2 separate regions of the Thunnus thynnus genome follow, and region 2 is linked to region 1. A link is a contact called in public Hi-C data. All regions are on one chromosome and are shown on one strand. Each heading gives the region's core, a stretch centred on a gene start, on an enhancer-like site or on the middle of the called end of the contact. The rest is flanking DNA. Distances are from core to core; before and after follow the strand shown.

Region 1 (5,617 bases), core at 909-3,408:
AATTGAGTTTTTACTCTGCAAACATGCTCTTTGATGTTATTAGCCTCCTTATGTGGTACATATTATTTTTGTCTGTGTCACATTTTTTGTTGCTGTGGTTTCCACCTGCAGAGATCAGAGACCTGTGTGATGTTTCATCATGGATAGGCTGCCAGGAGCATGATGCAAAACAGGGCAGACATTTGCCTATGAAACCTCTCCGCTAGATAAAGAAGTCTCCTTACAAGTGAAAAGGATTTATGCCATCAGTCATTCAATCATTCAGCATACAGTACAGAGATGTGCAGATCTCTGAATAAAGCTCTTTTAATTCCTTCAAAATCTGGTCATAGAGAAGGTTCCTGCAGTGGAAATACAATTAACAAACACTGCATCTTCTTTTCAGACGAAACTAAAAACTCATTTTGATGAAATCGCACTTAATCAACACCTAGTTGTAGCTCTCACCATGCTGTAGCGGCGTTGTTAATTTGCTTGTTGAAAATGCAGTGCGGTTTCTCAGTATTGCTGACTCAACCTGGACGAGCAATGGCCACTAATGAGGTCGGCAGGAGAGGTCTTCCTGTTTGTTAATTTTGATCTTTTTTCTCTTTAATTTACAGCAGTTTGAATGTGGATGGGAAAAGTGGGTATTGATTGTAGTGTTTATTATAGCTTCATTATGAGCTAACAGTGAGCGGGAGACTACAGCAGAATGGATTGTTCCTTATATACTTCAGTTTAAAACCCTTCAGTTATGTGCCTTGCTTTGCTCTTATGATTCCATTACACAGGCAGTCTTTACTGTATGGCATTAACTAATGAATAGCCTTTGCTTCTCTGCAAAGTGTAGGCTGTTGTATGATGTGCTTCAGCAGGCCTAGAAATGAGAAAGGCAAAGAACTCACAAAGGAGGCCCTGTGAAATCGGACTCGATGAGCCCCAGCTACAGCCCTGCGGACTGGATCTGAGAGCATTTGAATGCTGCCTCCGTAGCACAAATTGGTCCTGTGTGTTTGTGTTATTTGATACCAGTGGAGAGCTGCTCTCCAGAAAGCAGTCTTTTGATTCATCTCTGTGCCAGCACACCTGCTGAAGGCTGTGAATTCTCAGCCCTCATGGCTTGGCTGAGTGAAGCTCGACCCAGAGCCTGTGGCTACTCTGCGAGAGCCTGGATCTATGAACAATATTTGTTCTTGTCTGCTAAGAAATTGTAATCATGGGAAAGTATCTCAGTTGTGCTACAGTTGACTTGACCTCCAACACCCTTTCTAATAGGGGAAAGAGTCAGCCTGACAGCAGTGCATGACCCGTTGCTGCCATTTTATTTGTACAACATTGCCCCCTAAAGTATTTTTCTGGTGTATCTCTTCAGGCCTCCTCAGGGGGCCCATGTCAGAGGACAATGCTGTATCACACTATAGTGCAGTAATTTACCACTACCTGCTCCCAGCAAATTGACCATGGATACCCCTCACCTGTATTATTGTGTCACGTTCAATTTGATAAAAACACTGGGGAGCCTTGACTGCGCACACACACACACACACACACACACACACACACACACACACACACACACACACAAAACCACACAAACACACACCATTTCAAAGCCAGAGTGACACATGCAGATCCAAGACAGAGAGGTATCTGAACCATGCCAGAGGGTATGCAAAATGGGGACAGCATTGAGAAACAGTGACTTTTGGAAGAAGACTGCAACATGTAAACAAAAAGTCATGTGTCCTCTTGCCCTCCCCTAATAACTGGTATGGTACTTTATGGATAAACTGGGACAGTTCAGCTTTACCTGTTAAGCGACACAATCCCAACCGTGGAACACTTTAGCCTTGGTGGCATTATTTTCAGGATCACTTATACTCATTCAGGCTTTTTGGTTATGAAATTTAAAAATTTACCTTTTAAACAAGACCAGGGTTATGACTAAATCAAAGGGGTTGAAGAAAAGTAACCTTCTTATCTTGGGCACATTATTTTCAGGTTTGTGCACAAAAATGGTTTGCCTGGTAAGAGGTTAACATGACTGACCAGTGTAACTTTTTGAGAATTAAATAAGTCCAGCCTTAAGTTGATTATTAACATATAGTTGGTATTTTAGGTGTCTAACTGTGAGGCGAGTGTTTTGTGAAGCTGGTGCGGCCTCTGGTGGCAGGAAGTCGGCGTTATATTTTGACGTTTCCGTCTCCCGGCCGACATATTGCTTACAAGAGCAAATTCTGGAAAGCTAGAAGAGAGAAAGGATTTAAAATTGACTCATATCTACACGACGTGATACTCTCAAACCATATAGGACACAATGGGTAAGCTTGTTCCGTAAATCAAGAGTACAAATGTTACGTTCAGATCGTTAAAGGTTGTGCCATGTCGCCGGGAGTGATGGTTATGAAATCATGTCACTGTTTTTTAGCTCGTTAGCTCGTTAGCTGCTAGGTTGCTACTTAACTTTGCTGCGTAGCTTTAGTAGCGCTTTGTAAGTTGCTAATTCACTTGCGGCATATAAAACTGCGCAGTGTTATGACAATGTTTCATCTATTATCAGATGTCATGCAAGGTGTAACTACTAACATAATTCCAACCCGAGAAAATAACCAGCGCCATCTGTTAGCAAACTTAAGGAAACTAACGTTAGGCTAATAGCTAACTGTTAGCACCGCGCCGTGCCGTCTTTCTTATGATAGGTGGGGAGACACACACGTACAACTAAAGTCTTAAGTTATTATCTATTATATCAAAATATTGGCTTTCTTGTTGGCAAATATAACGTTACATTCGCCTGTCACTCCGACTCCCGTTGTTCATTAACCTATAGTACGTAAGTGTTGATAGCGGTAATGTTAGCAAAGTTACCGCTATCAAGAGATTTCAAACGTCATGTAGCTGTTTGTTCGGTAGTATTTTGTGTGTGCGACAATTACAACTAGTAAGGGACTTTCAACAACTAAGAAAAGGTTTTAAGTCATCGCTTAGGAAGTGACACACGTGAATAGTCATATTTATTAGTCACTAATTTGGGTGCTAGCGCTAATGTTAGCTACGTTAGCTCTGTCAGTCAGCCCTTTCCTTCAAACGCGCAGAATTACATGTTAGGGATGACACGATTATATTGAATTAATTGTTCTTAATTAGAGTAGTTTGACGATGAAGTGGAAATCAGTGAGCTATGGGATTACATTGAACATTTTGGACAGCTTGCTAGCACCAGTAAGCAATGTATTGACATGTCAGACCGCACATGTGACACTAGGAGTCCCCAAATTTTCCAGACTATTCGCGTACAGAGTCATGCTTGTTTTTTTTTTTTTCCTCAGCATTTGTAATTGACAATAACCCTACTGGTAAGTGATATATTTGAAACGACCAATGAAATAGGGGCAGGGGCAGTCTTTAATATTTAATCAAGTAAATACCATCCTGCTTCATTGTGGTGTCCAATGGAAATATTGCACACAGAAATAAAGCTGGGCCACAACCTTCTAGTCATTATATTTTAGTAAAGTAACAGGAGTCCTGTTCCTCCCTCAGGCTTAATTAGTTTTTTTAATATTGGAAAAGTGTCCTTACTTGAACCATCCTTGGTGTTTGATTTGTCACCAGAGCAGGTGGTTCTGCTTCACTTTATCAGGCTAAATTAAAGGGTTGGTTCTCCAAAATTGCACAAGAACTGATACTATGTAGCCATGCTAATAGTTTGTAGAGGTTTTGATATATCTGCTGCTGAGACAACGGAGGATTTGCATCCCTGTTGTTTCTGTGCAGTTGCAGAAATCTCAGTAGCAGCTAATTCAAAACATCAGAATCTAAAACTGCATCTATCTTTCCGGTGTGAGTCGGCAAACACTTGAACTCCTCCCCAACATTCTGCTTTCTTTCCTCCAGTGTAATACCAATGTAGACGTGCTCTCAGCAGAGCTATTTCTGTGCTATACAGCCAGCAAATATTCAGTGCAGTTCATACACAGCAGCTAATATAACAAACACGCTACAGAAATGAGAGCATCCAGTCGCAACCTGTGCTCGTGTGACGTCCATGCCTGTGGCTTTACCATCTGGACACATTACACACATGCATAAGCTTTTTATGAGGCTGGTTGTGTTGATGTCCTCAAACCAAAGCATGACCTCAATTTGCGCCACTTGTTCCGATATTTAACCTCGGAAACCCCCGCTGTTACGATGGGGTGCTTTTGGCACAGAAGGTTGGCACCACTCTGCGCTGGTGGCAGGTTTCAATGTTGTCCCTACCTCTCTTTCTCTCGCTTGTTGCCCTGGGTGACTCAGGGATCTGCCCAGTGCCCTGTTCTGGTGGCATGACTGCACAAATGCTGAGAATGGGCAGTTTGTCCTGTGTGGGCACCAGTTTATGCTAACTCTGCGATTTAACTTCACTGAATAATTATGTTTGTTCTGCCCACCAGCTGACTAGTTGATGAATAGCTTAGCAGTGTGTGTTTGCATATGCGTGTGTGTGTATTTTTGGGCTGTGTTGTCCAGTCTCTATGAGCCTGTTTATTCAAGGCCTTTTTATATATAGACCTGTGTACATGCTGTTTCATCATCATGGCCTATTATTAGAGATGTCAGGGAGAACAAATACAAACTTTGTCTTTACACATGGTGTATTCTTTAAGTTCAATTCGGATGGTCCAAATTCTGCACTATTTTGTTTCCTACTTACTGCTTTATCGTAATGCTTACCTGTCTGTGGCCCATCAGAGCCGTCAGCCAGTCCGGCCAAGGATAACTACAGGATGAACCGCTACAAGAACAAAGCCTTGAACCCAGAAGAGATGAGGCGCAGAAGAGAGGAGGAGGGCATCCAACTCAGGAAACAGAAACGAGAACAACAGGTATTAAACTAAACCTTGTCCATTCCACTCATCAGGTCCTTTATCTCCCAGTTTGAGTTTATCAGTTTGTAGTCTATGTATAGGGGAAATACTCTGGCTTAACTGTGTCTCTGACTCTGACAATTCTGTAATCACAGCTTTTCAAGAGGAGGAACGTGGATGTTCTCAATGAAGAGGAAGCCATGTTCGAGAGTCCACTGGTGGACTCCCACCTCAGCTCTCCAGTAACAGTGAGTGTCTATTTTCCTAATGCCACTGACACAACGTAGACAAAGAGAGGCTTAAACAGGACCCACCGGAGGTTTATTTTACATTGCATTTCAGTTTTGTTATTTCCGCCAGGCGTAAGCCTGGAGGATATCATGCGTTTGGTTGTGTATGTGTGCGCGCATGTGTGTGTATCTCTCCGCAGCTAACCTCGCATACTACTGGACCCATCAGCTTAATTTACTTTGTGCACATTCATGACTGTATGTTCAATGACCTCTTGTGGTTGTGGTATTTCACAAATTTTGAGAAACATATTTTATAACACCATTCCTTATGAGCCTATTGTAAAACTTGGACTTTCATCTTTTCAGCAGTCCTCGTCATTTTATGATATGCAGTACAACATGGCAAAAGGCATGTTACGACCCAGCCCATTAGGGGGAAGGGAAGCAACATAAAACCAGATTTAGTGGGTAAAATTAAAATATTTATTGACAAGGACCTTAGATTGTTATTAAAAAAATGCAAACGACAAAGAAAAAGGGCCTGTGAGTATT
Region 2 (5,617 bases), core at 1,302-3,801, 290 kb before region 1:
TTAGCATGCTGCCGTAGGCATTTGCATCACTGTACTTAAGTATCAGCCTCACAGAGCTGCTAGTTAGTTACTTATGATATTTATTGTGTCATGCACATGCAAGTGCCCAGTCAGTATGGACTTATAAGATGCAAAAAATACTGTTGCAGCAGTGAAACACTTGCCAGACATGAATATAACTTATTACATTAGTCTTCTTGTCTTGTCTGCAGTTTGTAAAAATTGCAGTGAAACCTGCCATAAGGAGCTGCTAAGAATTTCATTAGTTTGACTTTTAGTGGAATGTCAGAGCCCCATGATGCTCTAAATGCTGTTTCACAGGCTCCTCTGCCCTAACAAGGCTAAAACTCCAAGGGAACACTGAATCCTTGCCATTTTTTTTTTTTTTAGAATCTTTGGGGCATGAAAAATGGTCAGATGCAAAGATCTGAAGATGCTGCGGCTTATATAAGCCTAACCCCACTGTTTACCCCCTTCCATCTGCCCCTGTTTACCCCAGACTGTGGCTCTGTATGTTAGGGGACAGGGGATGTCCACACAAGCAGAAGGCAAGAGTGCGAGCTATCGGATTGGAACTCCTCCACCTGCCAAGAGAAGTAACTCTTCCTTTTATGAGCCAATTGAAATTCAGCTCACAGGCTATCCATTCTGTCAATGACAAGAGGAGTCAGGACAACCTTGCAACCCCCAACACTAATAACACTGTAATGGTCAGAGATAGATCAAGCTGAACGCTGATAGTTAGAGCGGGTCTTCGGCCTCCCATAAGTGTTTATTGCAGACAATTTTTGCCTTCATTTGTTTTGAGCAGATGCATGCCTGGGTACACCTGCGGTCGATCGTAATAGTTTTCACTCTGACAGCGGACTGACAAATGACCTGCAGTTTTTGCTGTTTGTTCAAAGAGCATCCGCCTGCAGATAATGCATGTTACTGTATATTCTTAAAGACCCAATACACAGGGAATAGCCCAGTCTTGTTTTGTATGCATTAGACCAAATCTAACCTCTGACCTATTGCGCTCCACTCAATGTCATGACAGGTTCATTACCACCATCTGAATCAGAGAAATCAATCCTTGAGAGGTCTGTTCCAGACATTCTCCTCACTGCGCTTTTCACTTGCACAGATCCCCCCTTAAGTGTTTTTGAATCAATAGAAGTGGAGAGGAAAAGGAGGGGATTAGACTAAGAAAAGGTTTCTTCTGATAGACCCAGTTCCAGCAGCTTGTGGCCCACTCTCTGTCATGATCAGCTCTGGCACTAAGGGGCAGTAGAGAGCCTGGAATGAAACTGCCACATCTTCAGGGCAACCTGTATATATGAGCTGAAATTATATTAACAAATTATACAGAAGATGTGTCATCATCTATCAATATGCTATTCACATCAATTCATATACACTTGGTGAGAAATGTCTTACACTGCAGTACATAAAAATTCAGACATATCATTCCTATTCTCAGACTTAATCTATTTGATTTTCTATTATGAATAGCTTGAGGTATATTTTATTTTCTTGCAGAACCTCCTTTGTGTCATTTGTGATTGACGTGACTTGGTGACACTACACTATCTATCTATCTGTCTGTCTGTCTCTCAATCTATCTATTTTATACTCTCCTTACTCTGTCATATTATCTTCAAGTGATTGTTTTTTTGGAGAATATGCTGTAATCTCTTTGTAATTAACAAATTAAAGGTCACTGTAATGAAGATTAAGGTGTTTGTGGTGATACAGTTAAACATACAAAAGCTTCACCTGCTGGAACTGATTCCAGGAGTTATATAGGTCATATTATAGTTAAAGGTAATCTTATAAAAGAGAAAAGCATTAAAAAAGATAAATAATGGACATTCCCTTCCAATTGACCTGTCTATAACTTGTTGATTGCCTTAAAGCCTCTAATTCTATAAAACACTACATCAAAGGATATATATCGGCTAAGTGCCTATAGTGATAAAGTGACATATTTTCCATATGATCATTGATAAATTAACTTTGAGCACCACAGACACAGACTATAGCCTACCTTTAAATATACATTTAGTAGAAAGTTGCCTTGTGAGGTTTCAGAATCCAATTGTAGGGAACTTCAATACCTTCTGAGTAGTCCAGACTCAGAAAGAGGGGTTCTCAAACTTTTTCACATCAAGGACCCCTAAACTGACACAAATCAGACCACGGATCCACATTTGATAAGATTTTGTCCCAGGGTCCCCCATCTGATAAGATTTTTGCTTTTAAATGTTTAATTACAGAAAGTGTATGAAACCCATGAACAGTCATTCATTCTGTCATTGTGTTACTTATGGATGGAATTATAGTGAAAATAAATTATTCCCCTTTTTGATGGGGACCCCCTGGAACCCCCTCAAGGACCCCTGGGGGTCCCCAGACCCCACTTTGAGAACCACTGGTCTAGACGTTTTTTTATTTTAATAGTGCCACACTCCGTACAGCAGGCACACCCAGACCAATACTGAAAATGTGATAGCGGGATTATCGCTACTGGAGGCACATTCACTCAGCACGCAGTAGGCGGCGTCAGTCTCGAGAAATACGTCCTTCTGAGCTCACTTCCGTCTGCTTGAGTCGGATCGCTATTCTTCCAGTCTCTCACCGCTTTTGTTCTCCCATTTCCATCTAGCCAGCGCTGCTGAAAAGACGGAACCCACCGGCCGGGAAACCACATAGACGCAAAGTAGCGGAGCCGTCCGTCGCAGAAACGCCCGGTAGCCACATGCAAAGCGCCGTCTGCACAGAGGATACGCGGCACTCCGTAGTTACATAACTGGACTACTTTTTTTCTATTATTGTTGGGGTTTTTTTTCAAGCTTTTTTGTTGCACCGAAACTGACTGCCCCCCTCCCTCTAAACTCAAAATGGAGAACGGCGACAAATACCTCCCCGAGCTGCTGGCGGAGAAGGACAGCCTGGACTCATCGTTTACGCACGCCATGAAACTTTTAAACGCAGGTAAAGTGAGCTGACTTGCGGTTTATTTTCACTCAGTGAACGCGGTACACGCAGTGAGTTACAGAGGGGCCACATACGGCTCATGAACGCACCTTAAAAAAAAAAACTAAAAAAAACCCGCACACCTCCACGCTGTGAGCGCCATGTGTTTGCGGACGGGACGGACTGCCCCGTTACACCGCAACACAGTTCGCTCACATCTCAGTCACGGGTATGTGGAGCTCATGTGATGCATGTAGAAGCTAATAACTCTGATATTGGAAATAGCCGAAAGCTATCACAACACCACAGGAGGAGACACGCTTTCAAACCGTTTTCTCAATGATTTCCGCTTCCCCTCGAGCACCTGCGACGAGTCGAGTTTAAACTCTGACTCTTTTGTTGTTGTTGTTGTTGTTCTACTGGTCGTTTGTTTTCGCTGCCGAGCCCCTGTTGAGCTCATTGTCTGGCAGCTGCGTTGCGCAGCAGCCTATAAATGTGCGCCAGTAACCGTGACTGGGGTCACCTCAGTGCTGTAAAAGCCGGGTGAAGAGGCGGTGTGCCAGCGGTGACGGAGACCCGCAGGTCCCGCTCTCTGTCGGCCGCTGCCGAAGTGTCCTTGAGCATGAGACCGCAGACATGACAGCTGCAGGGCTCTGCTGTCCTGTAGCTGAGCTTGAGAAGGGACAAAAAGACACGACTACCTCTGGTATAATGTTTAACCTGTGTTCATCAGCGAGCTCTGAAAACATGGTGTCAGTCGGCCTTATCCTGTTGTTCACCTTTTTAGTTTTCGAGGCACAGCACTGTTGTTATATTGATTTTGTGATATGAGACTAGATATCATCTCAGATTGTGGGTATTGTAATATCATGATATGGCATAAGTGTTGTCTTTTCATTGGTTTAAAGGCTACATTACAGTAAAGAGATGTAATTATTCTGAACTCACCTGTTCCAGCTGTTCTGTTATTTGTCTTTACTGATGATTTATCAAAAATCCGATTGTGTAAATATTTTGTGAACGCACCAATAGTTGTCTCTACAATATTGTCTTAATATCGATATCGAGGTATTTGGTAAAAGATATTATATTTGATTTTATCCATATGGCCCAGCCTGACAGAAATGACCTCTATATAATGTAGTAATTCTGTGGAATGATGTGCTAAAAAGTATCACAGTGTCACCAAGAGTCCACAAGTCCTTACAGGGCTGTTAGACTGATACTATAGACAGGATATAATAAGCTGGCTGTTGACTGCTATAGCTGGGTAAACTGAAGGATTGTTAGTTTAGCGGTTATTTTGTTTTGAGGCTTTGTCGCCCATGTGCTCTCCTAGTGGCTGTGAATCATTTACTGTGAGCTGGTTTTTATTCGCTGCTCCGGTCAAGTGTCTCGGGTACGTCTCCCGATGCCGATATCACGAATAAGTCGGTGTCTTCGCCTGACAGGTTGTGCCAAAATCTAGGCTACATCTCTGAAAATGAAGGTGAGAATGATCCAGAAAGACCAAGTGTGTCAGTGTGTGCTGCAGGTTCAACATCTAGACTGGGTTTGAATCTGACATGTTTGCACATCGTAGACTCAGGAGTTGTCATGGCCGGGAGTGAGGAGGTGTTTTGAGAAGTGATAGGTGCTGTGGGTGCTGTGCCACTTGGAATAAGGGACAGAAGGTGTAGTACAGTTGTAATATAACTGTGTGGTTTTTTTCCCATTTGTGTTTTGAAAGGTTGAGGATTTGAGCTGCGATTTAACGATCAGCTTCAAGATAATTGTTAGAATAAAAATGTCTTGTTATGCTTGATCAACAGTCCAACTCATAAAACAAAGAAAAGTAGCAATTGGAGAAGCTGTAACCAGAGAATGTGAGGAGTTTCTGCTTGGAAAAACTGACTGAAACGATTAACTGATTATCAAAATAGCTGCTGATTATCTCCTGTCTATTGAGTTATCGCCTAATCAAGTAATTGTTGCGGATCTATCTGTAATATTGACAAGATCGCAGCAGGCGCTAAATGCAACACATCTGTACTCTCGTATTCATTGGGGTGCACCATTGTGTGGCAATCAGTAAACACTGATTTGGTGATTTGTCAGTCAAAAGGTTTCAAATTGGTTGAAAAGTGAATGTTTTTAGACATCCAGGATTCAATTTCAAAAGCATGTTGTTAAAACCCGCCTCACAATGAAATCCTGTCATTTAAAAAAAACCTTTCCGACTAAATTTCGCTTTATTTGAACCGAGACATCGAGATAGTTTTGACCTGCAGATCTCCACATCCATGCTTACTTAGCAATGTAAGCAAGCGCACCTAATTCTCCTCATGACCGAGATGTGCTTCTTTGAATTCTGTTTGACTGCATGAACGCTGCCTGAAACGATGCCTCTTCCCTTCTAGAAATTGATAGAATCCAGAAAGGCGAGACTCAAAAGGAGGCAGAAACATACCTGGACCTTTTCACAACAAAGAACATCAAACTTAAGGAACGCGTACTCATACCTGTTAAACAGTACCCGAAGGTGAGCTGTCTTTGCCCCTGGTTTCTTTCTTTTCCCCCTTCCCCCTTTTTTCTTCTGTCCTCTTTTTTTTTTTTTCCCACTGTGAACCCCTCTTGATTTAATTTATCCTGCAGCCGGGTTTCAATTACACAAAGC

Evidence for each region. Hi-C and Micro-C count contacts between places; a contact is called where the count stands out from the background.
Region 2: a Hi-C map of muscle shows a contact between it and region 1, with 9 times the contacts expected there. The contact joins the promoter of khdrbs1b here to the promoter of kpna6 in region 1. A contact is called at or near these places in 2 of 3 Hi-C or Micro-C datasets (heart and muscle).

The regions. Positions count from the first base shown.
Region 1 is chr15:24,256,648-24,262,264 of fThuThy2.1, reverse strand. It overlaps kpna6 (karyopherin alpha 6 (importin alpha 7)), which reads left to right and starts at 2,158. Exons shown (of 14, transcript XM_067611487.1): 1 at 2,158-2,303; 2 at 4,717-4,850; 3 at 4,988-5,080. The coding sequence starts at 2,300.
Region 2 is chr15:24,545,536-24,551,152 of fThuThy2.1, reverse strand. It overlaps khdrbs1b (KH domain containing, RNA binding, signal transduction associated 1b), which reads left to right and starts at 2,551. Exons shown (of 12, transcript XR_010931546.1): 1 at 2,551-2,979; 2 at 5,361-5,482.